Regions from separate parts of the Rattus norvegicus genome. Here region 1 is linked to region 2. Evidence: chromatin contacts called from public Hi-C data. All regions are on one chromosome and are shown on one strand. The core of a region is the stretch at or near the end of the contact, and the rest is flanking DNA. Distances in the headings are between cores, read along the strand shown.

What was found. A called contact is a pair of places that touch in the nucleus more often than the background predicts.
Region 1: a Hi-C map of frontal cortex shows a contact between it and region 2, with 2.9 times the contacts expected there. The contact joins the promoter of Bc1 here to the promoter of Fadd in region 2. A contact is called at or near these places in 8 of 12 Hi-C or Micro-C datasets (the A7r5 cell line, frontal cortex, hepatocytes and 4 more) and 1 of 1 datasets of contacts at active chromatin or transcription factors (oligodendrocytes).

The regions. Positions count from the first base shown.
Region 1 is chr1:209,497,194-209,504,685 of GRCr8, forward strand. It overlaps Bc1 (brain cytoplasmic RNA 1), which reads left to right and starts at 5,704. Exons shown (of 1, transcript NR_036653.2): 1 at 5,704-5,856. Lto1 (LTO1 maturation factor of ABCE1) reads left to right here and starts at 6,340. Exons shown (of 5, transcript NM_001107565.1): 1 at 6,340-6,765. The coding sequence starts at 6,461.
Region 2 is chr1:209,172,511-209,179,819 of GRCr8, forward strand. Fadd (Fas associated via death domain) reads right to left here and starts at 2,419. Exons shown (of 2, transcript NM_152937.2): 1 at 2,096-2,419; 2 at 14-405. The coding sequence starts at 2,381. The coding sequence ends at 65.

The DNA.
Region 1 (7,492 bases), core at 4,454-6,953, 330 kb after region 2:
GGGAAAGCACAGATATCTACATTAAGATTCATAACAGTAGCAAAATTCATTATGAAATAGTAACAAAAATGTTATGGTTTGGGTCATCACAACATAGGAACTGTTTTAAAGGGCCACTGCATTAGGAAGGTTGAGAATCACGGTTCTCATTCTAGACATCAGCTCCATAGTGCTGGGTCAGCTAATGTTCAGTCATGCTTTCTGTACTCTATCAAAGTGGCAACTTTGGAGAAATCTGGTAGACAGATCCCTGTGGTGTTTTGTTTAATTGGGCTAGGACAGTTGACCTAGGCCATCCCTCTTATCACAACAGCTAAGCAGTTCCTCACCTTTCTCCTTTCCCTCTTCGGCTTTTTGTTCTTCTGAGTCGGGGTATCACACAGTCCAGGCTATCCTTAACTAACAAGTATACAAGGATGGCCGCTAGCTCCTGATCCTCCTGCTTGCACTTACCAAGTGCTGGGATCATAGACTTCGTCCCAACAGGTGGTTCTCGCCTTCTTAAACTTGAGAAGCCACGCACTGCCAAGGTTTAAGGGAAGAACTACAATAATAGCACATTAAGCAGGTCCTACTAGATTCACTATCTCGAACTCCATTTCCCAAGCTTCCTTGCTGTTTGGGAATGGGACATGTGATCAACTCTGGCCAGTAGACTGAGCAGATGGTCTGTCTCCAAGCTCACGTCTTCAGCTCTGTTCTGCTGCTTGCCTCAGGGTGGCACCCTTGTCCCTGGTGGGGAAGTAGAGATTCGGGAGTCCACGCTGACATCCCACTGGGTGTATTACTTCAGAACCGTCATCACTGCTTGACGGTGAATCGTACCCCACAAGCTCCCATGTTGGACTACTTCCCCATTTGGTAGGGCTGTCTTAACACAGTGTGACCTTAGGGGTAAGGATCCTAGAAGCAGGCCTCGAAGGATATGAGTTCTGGATCTGGCTTTCTGTTTCCTGATTCCCAAGATGTGAGAAACTACTGCAAGCTCTTGCTTCCAGTGACTTCCAACCCTCAGTCAGGCCTTAACCGCCATGATAGACTGCACCCTCCTAAAGCAGGAGCCAAACTAACCCTTCCTACCTTCTTTCTGTCAGATATTCGTCACAGAACCAAGTCATGACATCCCGGGGATGCACAGCAGGTCTGGGCTCCTGGAGTCCTTCTGCCTCTATTTAAGTGGAGCAGGACCTCCCCAAGAACAGCCTAGGCTCTTGGGGGAAGGCTCAGCTTCTTTTCCCCGTTTGGAGTTCAGAGCCTTGCCTTCCTCAGCAGAGCACAGATGACACCTTTGGTCCTAGTCAACCCTGCCCAAGGTGTTTGCAGCCTTAGGGCTGTGCAAGTCGGAGATGCCCCTGCTAGCCAGGCCTCTTCGTAGCCCGGAAGGTACTCAGCAATACACTCTTTTACACCCACCGTCCTGTGCTGTGCTGGGTTCCCCAGCAGGCCGGTAGAAGAGGGCACTTCCTGACCGGCTTTCTGGGACTTCCTTTTGGGGAAGTTTCAGGAAGGGGGTTTATGGAGAAAGCCCAAATGGTTCTGGACCCTTGGTTTCCCCTCCCAGTTGCCTCTTCTTCCCAATTGTGTTGTCATTTCTCCGTGAAGTAGCCATTTAAAGTGAACGGTTATTTAGTGACTTCCTGTTAAGAATTTAAGGGTTGTTTGTGTTTTTCCTTTACTGAGTATGGAAGTCTTACCGGAGTCCACAAAGGTAAAGAGCACATTGTCAAATGAGAAGATCCAGGACACATAAAGAAAAACATTCCATCATCCAGTGCTACCATGTGATTCCAAGAGTTCTGCCTCTTAACACTGTCTGAAAGCCTGTTTATACTTCTAGGGTTTCTTCTTGAACTAAAATCAGAGCAAATGGCCCATCGTTGTTGTAATTTGTTAGTCCTCCTTTTAACAAAATGGATGGTTCCAGGCTAATCACTGTAGGGCGGTCCCCATGGCCAGGTTCGGTTTGCTACTTGCCTACTATTTTTGTTGCAGATATAACATTGAAAAAAGAAGTCAACTGCTAAACCAGGCATGATTACTGACACCTGTAACCTCAGAACTCCAGAAGATGAGGCAGGAGAATTGCCCTGAGTTTGAAGCCAGCCCAGGCTACAAAGACCTTGTCTCAAACTAAACAAAACAAACAAACAAAGCAACAATTAATATCAATTACTGTAGTGAGCACATTTCAATGTGGAACTTGGAGGAATTTGCTTTTGACTTTGATCGTCTTCACTTTTCTCTGAATCTTAAAAAATATGAGGATGAACCCTTTAAAAACTATGTAGTTTTAGTGTAGTGGATTTCCGGAAGCTGGTGTACCATCTCCTTTATGCATTTGTCCAAAAATGTAATATTAATAATTTTATGCTAGTAACTGGGGATTGAACCGGGAGCCTTACATATGCTGGGCAAGTGCCCTGCCACTGAGCCATACCCTCAGTGCAGTGAAAGCATTTTGAAACCGCTGGCTAAATAGAACACACACAGCTCTCCAGACACCTGAGGACATGCTTAGGTGGTCTGCCACTGACCCTCCCCAGCACTCTCATCCCGCCTGTCCTGTCCAGTGTTATCATTTGGGCTGTGATTCTCCGGTGTTACACAAGTGGCTGTCACATGAGTTTCTCCAAAACCTGCCATCAGCAAAAGTGTTTCAGAATTTTCCCACCCAGTTTTAATATGTTCAGGTTGCTAAAATGAACATCAAGTTTGAAACCTACATTAAGAATCTAGAGATCAATAATATTTGTACCTTAAAAAAGGTACTAATTCTGGGTCTTTGGAAACTCCTTTGAGTGTACGGGGCATTGAACCCAGGGCCTTGTGAATGCCAGGCTAGTGCTCTGCCACTGAGCCACGCCCCCAGCCCCCCCTCCTGCTTTTAAGGTCCCATATTTAAAGTCTGGACCTTATTGAGAATCAAGCAACCTGCAAACATGGTATTGAAGATTCAAGTCTGTATAAAGGGTCTCTTTGCTCCTGGTGTTGAGACAAGCTGGATTCAAAACATGTTTAGGACGGAAACCAAACTGGGCAGGGTGAGTTTCACCAAAGCCATGTTCTGAACCAAGGGTCAGAATCAATAGTTTGGGTCTTTGTGATATATATGTTTTCCCACACACTTCCTGCCATGACTATTTCCTTATGGCAAAAGCTACATTTTATTTTATTTCAGCTAATAACTTTTATCCTCAGGATTGTATTTTAAACACACAAGAATAAGCGAATTGTCCTGGAGGCATGTTGAAAGCATAAAGCTGGGTACATTGGACGGCATATAAATTTATGGGGGAAAACCCATAACAATATTAACAGTGTTAACAAAAAGAAAGGGGTGATCAGAGGGCTGGAGAAATACATTATTCTGCTTGCTCCTTTTTTTCCCCATTCTCAATATTATGAGCGTTTTGTGACTTTATTTGGTTATTTAAAAAAAGTAAAAATGTAAAAGAGATTTAGGAAATAGCACAGAAGTACCTCATTTTACCTTTAAAATATACATGTCTTTGGGGGTTTTATCATCCAGAAGTAAGTGATGTTCACTATGTAAACACGGACAAGAACACACAGGAGGAAGTCATAAGGATTCCCGAATCCTGGTCTGGCCATGGTTAACACTTGTCATCTTTCTTGTGTGAACTTATGGGAATCTCCCAGTGCCTGACAGCATTGCTCTCCATGGCTGTCACCAAATCCAGCCAGGTTTTACAAGTCTCACCATAATGCTCATTGTAGGATGTAAAATCTCCACTCTTCTCTGACTGCTTCCTTCAGACAAAACCCATAAACCACCAGGTCAAAGGGGCCAGACTTTCAAATGACCTTCTTCATCCTTTTGAACCATCTGACCAAAAGTCAGCTCAAATTGATACATTGGAGAGCAATGAAAAGTTCCCTTTAATTCTGCCAAAACAGAGGGCTAGGGGCATTTCAAACCCCTCAGAAGGCACGTGCTGCTTCTGACTGCCCTTTCCCAGTGTTCCTTCTGCTCCTATGGGATGCTACCCAATTTAAAGGCCAGACACCTGTTGCTCAGTTTGGTGACATACAAAAGGCCCATTAGCTTGCTATTTTCCCTATCAGGATGAATTTACTCATTCATTTATCTATTTCTAAACAATTTTATTTTGTGTTTTGAGATATGGTCTCATTCTTTTGCCCAGACCAGCCTGGAATGCACTCTGTAGCCCAGGTTGGCCTCAAATTCACAGCAGTTCTCTTCTTTCAGCTTCTCACACGGGGCTGACAAGTGGGAGCCACTGTCCCCACTTCCAGGATGACTCAGTTTTGTACCCACCTCCTTAACTTCTTTATCAAACACATGCACCATTGTTTTAACTGTAGCACAAAGAATACTGCTCCTTGGTGTTGAATTTTGTTTATCCCACTCTGAGCCTAAAGCAGTGGTGCTTAGCTAGTTAAAATAGGTTGTTTTTTTTTTTCCAGCATGACTCCTAGTTGTTTAAAGTAACATCTGGAAGCTATGCCCGGGGCATACAGTCCTGTAATCCTAGCCCAGGTTGGGTGCAAGATGCGCTCAGCCCTTTCCACTCCCTGAGGGTAGCAGGCATATGAGGTTTTCAACTCTATTTGGTTGACCACTTATCATCTGTCCATTCAGAAGGTGGAGCAGGAGGGTCAGGAGTTCAAGACTAGCACATAGGGATGCTGTTTCAAACTCACCCTACCCTCACCCACTGAAAAGTGCCTCTTCTACTGAGGAATCCTCCAGCTTCTTTCCTTTCCTTTCTTTTTTCTTTTTTCTTTTTTCTTTTTTTTTTTTTTTTGGATTTTGTTTGTTTGTTTCTGGTTTTAAGTTCTGAAGACAGGGTTTCTCTGTGTAGCCCTGGCTGTCCCGGAACTCTGTTTATAAACCAGGCTGGCCTTGAACTCTCAGAGATCCACCTGCCTCAACTTCCCAAGTACTGGGATTAAAGGAAAGTCTTTGCCACCAGACCTGGCCTCCTGCCTCCTTTTTCTTTTTTATGGTTAGCTCTTTACTTGGTGTAAGTGAACAGCAGCGTGAGCAGCATGCGCAGCGTGAGCAGCGTGAGCAGGGTGTGAGGGCCTCACAGGACTTTGTTTTCCTGACAAACCAATACTTTCCTATCATGTGGAGTGCTTACTGCTCTATCCTCCCCCGAGCTTGTGATTCTATTTTTATCATGTGAAGTTTTACTCCTAGGAGACTTCACCTTTGTCCTTTCTAGTCTGTTCTCCAGTCAACAGGCAACCATACTGGTTGTGAGACTCAAACTTCTCTCTGCACAGGAGCTCTCATTTTCAAAGAGCACCATGTTAGAGTTAAGGATTCATTTGTATATATGAAATTCAGATTGGAGGTAGAATCCCTGGAGTGTGTGTGTATGTGTGTGTGTGTGTTCACTTAGCCCTCCAATCAATTATATTGTGTCTCTGGTCTCTTTCATACAGAAGCTGATCAACTTGTTAGCAATTGTTGTCTAAGGAATTTACTGTACTTTGGAATACTTTTTTAAACTATATTTTGGAAGGTATCTCTGATGTAAATGAGAAAGCTAACTTCAGTTTCTGCTTTTTGGAATGTGGGTGCCTATGGGATTGGAGCGCTTGGACAAAGTGGCTCCTCCTGCCGGCCAGCCCTTCGGTACCATCTGATACTTGACTGTGTATGAAATACTTCAGTTTTGCTTTAAATACTGGCAGCAAGAGCTAACGTTCGGGGTTGGGGATTTAGCTCAGTGGTAGAGCGCTTGCCTAGCAAGCGCAAGGCCCTGGGTTCGGTCCTCAGCTCCGAAAAAAAAAAAAAAAAAAAAAAAGACAAAATAACAAAAAGACCAAAAAAAAACAAGGTAACTGGCACACACAACCTTTTTCATTTTCAAAGACCCCCAAGGGCATTTTCATGGCTGGGGGCAATATTTATTATCTGCCCTTTAGGATATCGCAGTATCAAATCGTTTCCAGTCCGCAGGGAAGCTCCCGTGCAGTGTACAGATGCGATGATTGACAGCCCGGTGACAGTGGAAGATGCCGGATGCTCCTCCCTCCTTGAAGCCTGCCCCTAGGGCCCTTCCTGGATTTCCTGGGAACGCCCCTGTGCCAAATCTTTGATAACTTTTCTTATTTCTTTAAGACCCATGTTTGTGAATTAGGTTCCATCTGTTTGGATTTTGGAAATAAAAGCAGGATTCATCTGGGCCCCGCGCGCGACCCAGAGGACACGCCCCAAGGGATTGGCCCGACCCCACCCACCACTGAACCAGCCGTGCCAGGGAGGAGGAGCAAGGCTTCACTCGGGCTAGCCCCGCCCACATATTACCTACGCATGCGTAGAGAGGTGGGCTTTTTTTTTTTTTTTTTGGCTTCTTTAGCTTGCCGTCCTTACCCGCCCTGCTCCGCGCGGCATAAACGGAAGTGGCTTCTTCAATCTGGGCATTTGTGCTCGTGTCTCGCCGGCTGGCGATTGCTACACAAAATGACAGGAGTGCGAGGACCCGGGGAGAGCCGAGACACCGCCATGGCCATGGAGCAGGACATATTTGACGCCGTCGTGATGGCGGATGAGAGGTGGGCAGAGAGATCCGTCTCCGCCCCGCCCCGGCAGCTGCTGTGCCGTCCTCGGGGATACCCGCCTTCGCCATCTGCGAGCTGCCACTTTTTCTTGTCCTTTAATTGCCGCACATACGGCGGTATTCATGAATCTGCTGATGGATATGTCGGACAGGCCCCTTTGGATCCTGAAAAGTCCACAGGGAACGCCTGGGCGGGGCGGTGGCCCAGGTCATCTTGGCCTCTCCAGGCCGGCTGCTCATTGTGGGTTGGGTACCTCCCCGGGTGACTGCTCAAGCTCGGCTTAGGGAGTCCTGGCAGATGCGGGGCCACAAGCGCCCTTTAAACCCCCCAACCCGTAAATGGGGAACTGTTCACTGCCTCACATGGGGCTTCCAGAGCATTCCTTCTACAGTGCAGGCAGCAAGTTATCGTCAGTTTGAGGGCTGAACTCTTAGAGACAATAATACCCTTCTACTTAGAGCATCCCAGTGGTGGCATACTCTATTGATCTTGGGGACATTTTCTGTACCTCTACAGGTGTCGGGAGTCCTGGGTCCTTGGAGTGTTTTAGAAACAGACAGCTTGAGTTATGATGGCATGTAGGCTCAGTTGCATCTACCCTCTCGCCTACATTTTCAAAAGTAGATTCCTAGTGTATTCCAAGCTTGCTTGAGTTTGTATCTTTACATTTTCCTTGTGGGTTCTGGTGCTTTGCCAGGTTTGGTAGTCATTCATGTAACTCACAGTTACAGATGATACAGCCTGGCTGTAGCTTGCTTAGTAGAGTGCTTGCCATAGAACGAAGCCCATATGTATCATGGTTTCTCTCGGAGATGGTGGCACTCGCCTGTAATTTCAGCATGCAAAAGCTGGAGGCAGAGATGCTTGATTTGGAGGTCAGCCTTGGCTACAGAGTGAGACCCTGTCTCAAAAATGGGAGTAATGGTCACAGCAA
Region 2 (7,309 bases), core at 1,169-3,668:
CACTTGGTGCTACATCATGGTGTGATCAAGTCCACAGTGACTCCTGAGAGGAGCCTCGGGCTTGTCAGGGTGTTTCTGAGAAAGACACAGTTGAATCCCTCAGCGCTGAGGATGTATCATCACTCTTGCTCACAGATCCCTGGGCCATCAATGCTTCTTCCACCAGGTCAGCCACCAGGTTCAGCCGGCAGGCCCGCAGTGCCTTGACCAGTCCAGCCACCGAGGCGTTCTCCTTCTCGACATTCTTCCAGACTCGCAGAGTCTCCCTTACCCGATCACTCAGGCTTCGGGGGTACCTCTCCTCAATGCCATCAATCTTGGCCTCAGACACCTTCAGCTCACGGGCCAGTCTTTTCCAGTCTCTCCCCACATTGTCACACACAATGTCAAATGCCACCCGCAGATCTAGGAGGGAAAACAGCAGCATGACTTGACTGAGGAGCTGGGGGCAAGTCTCCCCGTGGGCCACCAAGCATGGACCTGGGCACTTCAAAGGCAACATCACTAAAGCCAGTCAGGTCCTGTGCAGGCAGACACCCAGTAGCCCTGGAGCTACTTCAAGAGACCCACAGTGGCCTCCTGATCTGCCCAGCCACACTCCCTCAGCCTGGGCCACAGTGTGTTAGAGCTTAGAAGACTGGAAACTAAGGAGGGTTGGCGTGTCAGAGGGAAAAAAAATACAGGGCTGCCCTAACGCCCCACTCAATAGTGGGTTGGCCAAAGTCCCCAAAACTACATCCTGCACTGTGACCTTTGCTGGTTTGACTGGAGACCATGAAAGGCCCATCCCTGCCATACTGTGGAGCCCCTGCTAGACATAAGCAAGTTGTCACCTCTGTAGGGAGCCCTGGGCAGTGACTGGGAAGCCCTTACTGGATTCCTACAATAATAACAAACACTTGAATGCCTTGGAGATGTGAATATCCACCCCATTTTCTTATGTATCAAATAGTTCTGAGCCTGACACAGACTGTCACAGCATGTGCTGTCAGTGCTGGGGGGGTCTGATCTTATCTGCAGTGTTTTTGACTATGGTGACCCTTATGGTCATGGTATGACACGTCTTTCCAAAGGCTCCTAATGAGGAAGGTTTAGTCCCTCAATGGTGGAGCCAACTGTGGAAAGGAGAGGGGGGGGGGGTCATGATAGCCCTGAGCTCTCCAGTGGATCAGCCTACTGATTCATAATCTGATGGTGCTCCTGGGAGGTGATGGAAACCTTAAGAGAGCCTACTCAGGAAGTAAGGAAGTACAAGGGCTGTGCTGCTAGGGAGTGCCTTTTGTCCCAAGCTCCTTCCAGTAAGTAATTCTGCTACTCAGCCTGGCAGCCATGAGGTAATCAACTTTGGTCCACATGCCCTCCAAATGCTTTGATTTCCTGTTTTCCTGCAGACCAAAAGCCAGCCAACCAAGAGCACCTTTGCCCCTTTAAATGGCTTCTCCAATATTTGCCACAAGTGATAAAGGGTCTAATATAGGCTTAACCTGTATCTACACCCCAAGGCCAGACTGGTGTTGCTCGGTTGTGACCAGTATCCACTGTGAGTTATGGGAAGCCACAGTGCCTCCCTTCTACACAAAACAGAAGTAACTGCCAATAACCGGACACTGCATTCTGCACCACAGAGCTCAGCTGCGCAGTCCTTCTCTGACCAGGAAGAGCACTGCTTGCACAGACACTCCCACTACGGAAATGGTGCCGAGCAGCAGGCACAGGTGACCTCTGCCCACTCTTCAACCCTACCCTCACTGGGGTTAAGGTGCCTTGGCCACACCCATTTCTTAGCTGAGTTTTCTAACCAAGCACTGCAGGTCTGAGGCGAGTTTGTCTTGGGGTTGGGTAAGTGGTAGGTAGGAGAGTGCCTGCTTAGCACGATCAATACCCTGGGTTTAACCTCGGCACTGCAGGTTAGAAACGCGTCCTCCCAAGTTCGTACTCCCAAGTTCCGGCTCGCACGGCAGAAAGAAGTGGGCGTGCCCTAGAGTCCGTCCCAGCTGCAGCAAGCAGAGGGTGCACTAAGGCCAGGCCTCCCTGCTCATTCCCCGCCCCGTGGGTCTCCCACTACCTCCTCGGCCTCCTCCCGCCCTCAGCCCACCTGCCTCCCCCGGGGTTGCAGCAGTCGTCGCCCCCGCCTCGAAGTCGTCCAGGCGCTGCAGTAGGTCGTGTCTGCCCAGCGAGGCCAGCAACTCGCGCAGCAGCCCGGTGTGCCCGCGCTCCAGATCGTTCTGCTCCAGCAGCACCGAGAACAGGTCCAGGCCACTCTGCACGCGCTCCAGCTTTCGTTTACTCACGCGCTCGCGGCACAGGAACTTGAGATCCGTCAGATCGTTGCCCGACAGGCTGCTGGACAGCGAGTGCAGCAGCACCAGGAATGGGTCCATGGCAGTGGTACGCCGGGGTACTCCTCAGAGATCCCACAGAGGAAATCACCTTATGCTTTCCCGCCTAGCGTCTCGCGAGAAGTCTAAATCACACGCATGCGCCTCGGGTGTTGCCGTACCCGCTTCCGCCAGGGCTGGCATCCGCTGTCGCAGTATCTTGGACAGCTAAGCCGCGTTGGCTTCCGCCCGTACTCGCGATGTTTCTCGCCCTGGCGCGGAACAGATTTCATTCGCCAGTACCGTAACGTGGATCCTCTTGGGGCTCTGAGGAGCTGTGCTGCCCTACTATGTGGGGGGCTGGGAGAGCAGCTGCAGATGCCTACTGCGGCCGGATCACTTTCTATCATCATAAAAAAAAGGTTTACTTGTGGCTTGGAGAGACGATTCAGGGCTTCAATTCCCAGCACTCACATGATGACTTACAACCACCTGTAATTCCAGTTCCAGTGGCTTTGACACCCTCTTCTGGCAAGCACACATGTGGTGTGCTGATAAAATGCTCGTACATACAAAAACATTAAATATTTTTTACATATATGAGCCTCTGTTTAGTGCTCCCAGGAGTTCAGTGCCCTCGAAGGACAGAAACGGGCGCGGATCCCGTAGGAGTAGAGTTCCTTTTGATGTGATCTCTTGCGTGGGTCCAGGGTCTCCGTGAGAGCAACATAATGCACTTAACCGCAGAATCATTTCGCCGGCCCAGTCGTGTGTATATTAAATCAGTAGAAGAGAGTATCTGGAATATTCTCATCAGAAAAAGTTGATGCGTGCCGGAGGTTGTAGAGATGCTAACTGCCTTGCTTTGAGCTTTCATTAACAATACACTATGATTCCGCAGCCACGCACAGGTACTGTGTATGAGTTAGAAAGTGCCTGTTGGGGGCTGGGGATTTAGCTCAGTGGTAGAGCGCTTACCTAGGAAGCGCAAGGCCCTGGGTTCGGTCCCCAGCTCCGAAAAAAAAAAGAACAAGAAAGAAAGAAAGTGCCTGTTGCACAAGCCTGAGGACCTGAGTTCAGATCCTGGTGTCCACATAGAAAGCTGAACAAGGTGATGCCTGTCTGTAACTCCAACTCTGGCAGAGACGGGTGAATTCCTGGTGCTCAGTGACCAGGCACTCTAGCGGAAAGGTTAGTGAGCTCCAGGGTTAGTGAGACTCAGTTGTGCACAGTGTGCCCTTCAGAGTTGGCTTACATTTATTTCTTTTTTTCTTCTTTTTTTCGGAGCTGGGGACCGAACCCAGGGCCTTGCGGTTGCTAGGCAAGTGGGCTAGCAACCACTGAGCTAAATCCCCAACCCCTTACATTTCTTTAAAATGACTTATAATTTGCCCATTTAAAGTTCCGTGCTTTTTTTTTTTTTTTCCAGACAGGGTCTCACTATGTAACTCAGATAAACACCCGAGGCTGTGTAGAATGGCAAATGGGGGCTGAAAAGGTGGCTCGGGGGTTAAGATCGCTCGTTACTCTTCCAGAGGATCTGAGTTTGGTTGCAGACAGCCCTGCAGGACTGCTTACAACTGTCTGTAACTACAGACCGGGGAATCAGAGGCCCTCTGCTGGTCTCTGCTGGGTACTACAGTCATGTGCACACAACCCCCTCAGGACCCCAACACATTTTTACTAGGTGGGGAGGGTTCTTTACAGGAGCAGACAATAGCAGCAGATTTATTGGCTGGCTTACTTGAGGGGGCTGAGAGTCTGCACCCTGCAAATGCAGAGAACCAGGTTCCCAATCCCGGAAGCTAGAAACCTCAATAGTCAGAATCCAATTTGGAAAGTCTGGGGATTCCTGGACAGACACTGGCAATGAATGTGTTGAGTGCATAGTTTTTCTACTATGGTAGTTTTGAAACAAGATCTCATAGCCCAGGCTTCTCGGGAACTACTCCCCTTTGCACCATGTAGCTCAGGATGACCCTTAAGCTGCTGCTGCTGCTGCTGCTGCTGCTTCTTCTTCTTCTTCTTCTTCTTCTTCTTCTTCTTCTTCTTCTTCTTCTTCTTCTTCTTCTTCTTCCTCCTCCTCCTCCTCCTCCTCCTCCTCCTTCCTCCTCCTCCTCCTCCTCCTTCTTCTTCTTCTTCCTCCTCCTCCTCCTCCTCCTCCTCCTTCTTCCTCCTCCTCCTCCTCCTCCTTCTTCTTCTTCTTCTTCTTCTTCTTCTTCTTCTTCTTCTTCTTTTTTTCCGGAGCTGGGGACCGAACCCAGGGCCTTGCGCTTCCTAGGCAAGCGCTCTACCACTGAGCTAAATCCCCAACCCCGACCCTTAAGCTTCTGATCTTGCTGCCTCCACCTCCCAGATACTGGGATTGCAGGTGTGCACCACCAGGTCCAGGTTATTTTTTGTTCTGGGTGTCAATCTCATGTGTAACCCTCCCCCCAACACACACGTTGTGCACACTATTTTTCAGTCTGCTCATAAGATCCTGCAATTAAAAAGTTCATAATTTTGATGAAGTCAGGTGCATGTGTTTTTCTTCTTTTTTTTTTCTTTAAAAGACCTTTATTTATTTATTGTATATATGTGAGTACACTGTCACTGTCTTCAGACACACCAGAAGAGGGCATCAGATCCCCTTACAGATGGTTGTGAGCCACCATGTGGTTGCTGGGAATTGAACTCAGGGCCTCTGGAAGAGCAGACAGTGCTCTTAACCGCTGAGCCATCTCTCCAGCCCGTGTTTTTCTTCTTATTGTGTTAATAAAGTGTGGGGAAAAGCCTCTCTGGTGGTGGTGACCAGAGCATGTCTCTCAAGAAGGACCTCCATCATCCTTGTCCAGAAGAGAAGAGGGAACACAGAATCAGGGAGCTACAGAGCCCAGGTCCTACCCTGGCTGTGAAATGCCTGGGGCATATGCAATCCCTAGTCTCTGGCCATGCACCAATGGTAGTCCACTTTGGCTGCTCTCACAGCAGGGAGAGCAAGGTTTCCTGGAAGAAGGTCCTCATGAAGAAGGAGTCCCTGAACCAAGATGAGCTGGAGGCCTTCCCAACAGACACAAAGAGGGAGGAAGAGAGCCAGCAGTGGTGGTGCACACCTTTAATCCCAGCATTCAGGAGGCAGAGGTAGGTGGAGCTCTGGGCCAGCCTGGTCTACAGAGTAAGTTCTAGGTCAGCCAGGGCTACACAGAGAAGCCCTATCTAAAACAAACAAACAAAAACAAGAAGGTAGAGAAAGGAAGAGAAAGAAAGGGGGTAGATGGAAGGCAGGACAGGAAGAGGAGGAAAGAAGGAAGAAGGAACAGAGAGGGAGGAAGGGGAGACGTGAGGAGGGAAGGAGAGAGGAAGGAGGAAGGGCTTGAGCACCCCTTACTGGTTTAGTGGAGGTAAACTCACCCTTGTTTGTGCTGACGATGGTCAGAACTCTTGCCTTCCTCTCTAGGGTTGTCTGTCTCTAAGTTTCTTTGTCTTTTCTGTCTTTTGTGTTGTTGTTCCACTAATACTAGGCGGGAGCTTTCCTGAGCTCTGCCATTCCTTGCTTTTCCTTGTGGAGGTGTTGCTGTTTTGTTCGTTTGTTTGAGGCTGGGTCTCACTATGTACTGCAGGCTGGCCTGCACTCACAGAGATCCACCTGCCTCTGTCTCTGGAATGCTGGGACTGAAGGTGTGTACCTGCCACACCTAGAAGGGAACTTGGTGCCTCTGATGCTGCAGGGAACAGCATGTTCTAGAAGCCTCCTCTTAATTCTCAACTGGTGACACCCAGGCTTAGTCCTGGTCCCTGGATGGATGCCCATGAAGGCCTGCTGAGTAAAAAAGGTTTCACAGATGTAGTGAAGATAAGGCCCCAGGTTGGGAGATCTGCCTGGCGTGCCTCAGAGGAAGGGGTGGGGGTCAAGGCTGGCACTGTATTTCTGTCTTGGATTTTTCAGACTGAGGGTGTCTGGACCAACTTAGAACTAAGTCTACAGGGTCCCATTGGGACCTGAAACTTTAGGGAATGTATGCTTTTTATTTGCACCAAGCATTATTTGCACCAAGGATATGGTTCATGCTCCCTGGGTGCAGATCCTAGGGTTGCCAGCAGAGGGCAGCAGCCACCAACAGAAAGAGGCCAGCCCTGGCTGGAGTCAGCATGGTGGTCAGGGAAGAGTAAGGGACATGAAGGGATAGAGGCTTCAGAGGAGCCATAGTGTTCTGCTTCAGAGACCTAGCATGTGCCCCGAGTGCTGGGATCACAGGCCCAAAGGCCTGGACAGATTTGGACATTTACATGCAGATTTCCAGGGCTGTCAATTAGGGAATTTTAGAAGCAAGTAAGAAGTGAGCCAACGGTGTAAATCAACTGGAGCTGCCTTATAATGTGGACAGGCCTTACCTCTGGAAGCAGCAGGGCGCAAACACAGTCCCTGTGGTCGGATGCGACTCATTATGCACCTAGTATGACTTGCAGAACTTGGGGCCAGAGAGATGGTTCAGTGGTTAGGAGCACTTGCTGCTCTTCCAGGGAACTCGAGATCAACACCCATCAGGAGGCTCCAACTCCAGGGGAACTGACACCCACTTCTGGCCTCTGAGATTATCTGCACTAAGGTGCATACACCCATGTTCAGATAGGTGCGTATACATGCAATTAAAAAATAGATGAAAATCTTTAAAAAAAAGATTTATTTATTTTATGTATGAGTGCATTGTAGCTGTCTTCAGACACACCAGAAGAGGGCATAGGATCTTATTACAGATGGTTGTGAGCCACCATGTGGTTGCTGGGATTTGAACTCAGGACCTCTGGAAGAGCAGCCATCTAAGGGGGTTGGGGATTTAGCTCAGTGGTAGAGCGCTTGCCTAGGAAGCGCAAGGCCCTGGGTTCAGTCCCCAGCTCCGATAAAAAGAACCAAAAAAAAAAAAAAAGAGCAGCCATCTGAGCCATCTCTCCTAAAAGGTAAACAGAAGTTGCAGACCTAGGGCCTTCCCTATCTTGCTTCATCCACGAAA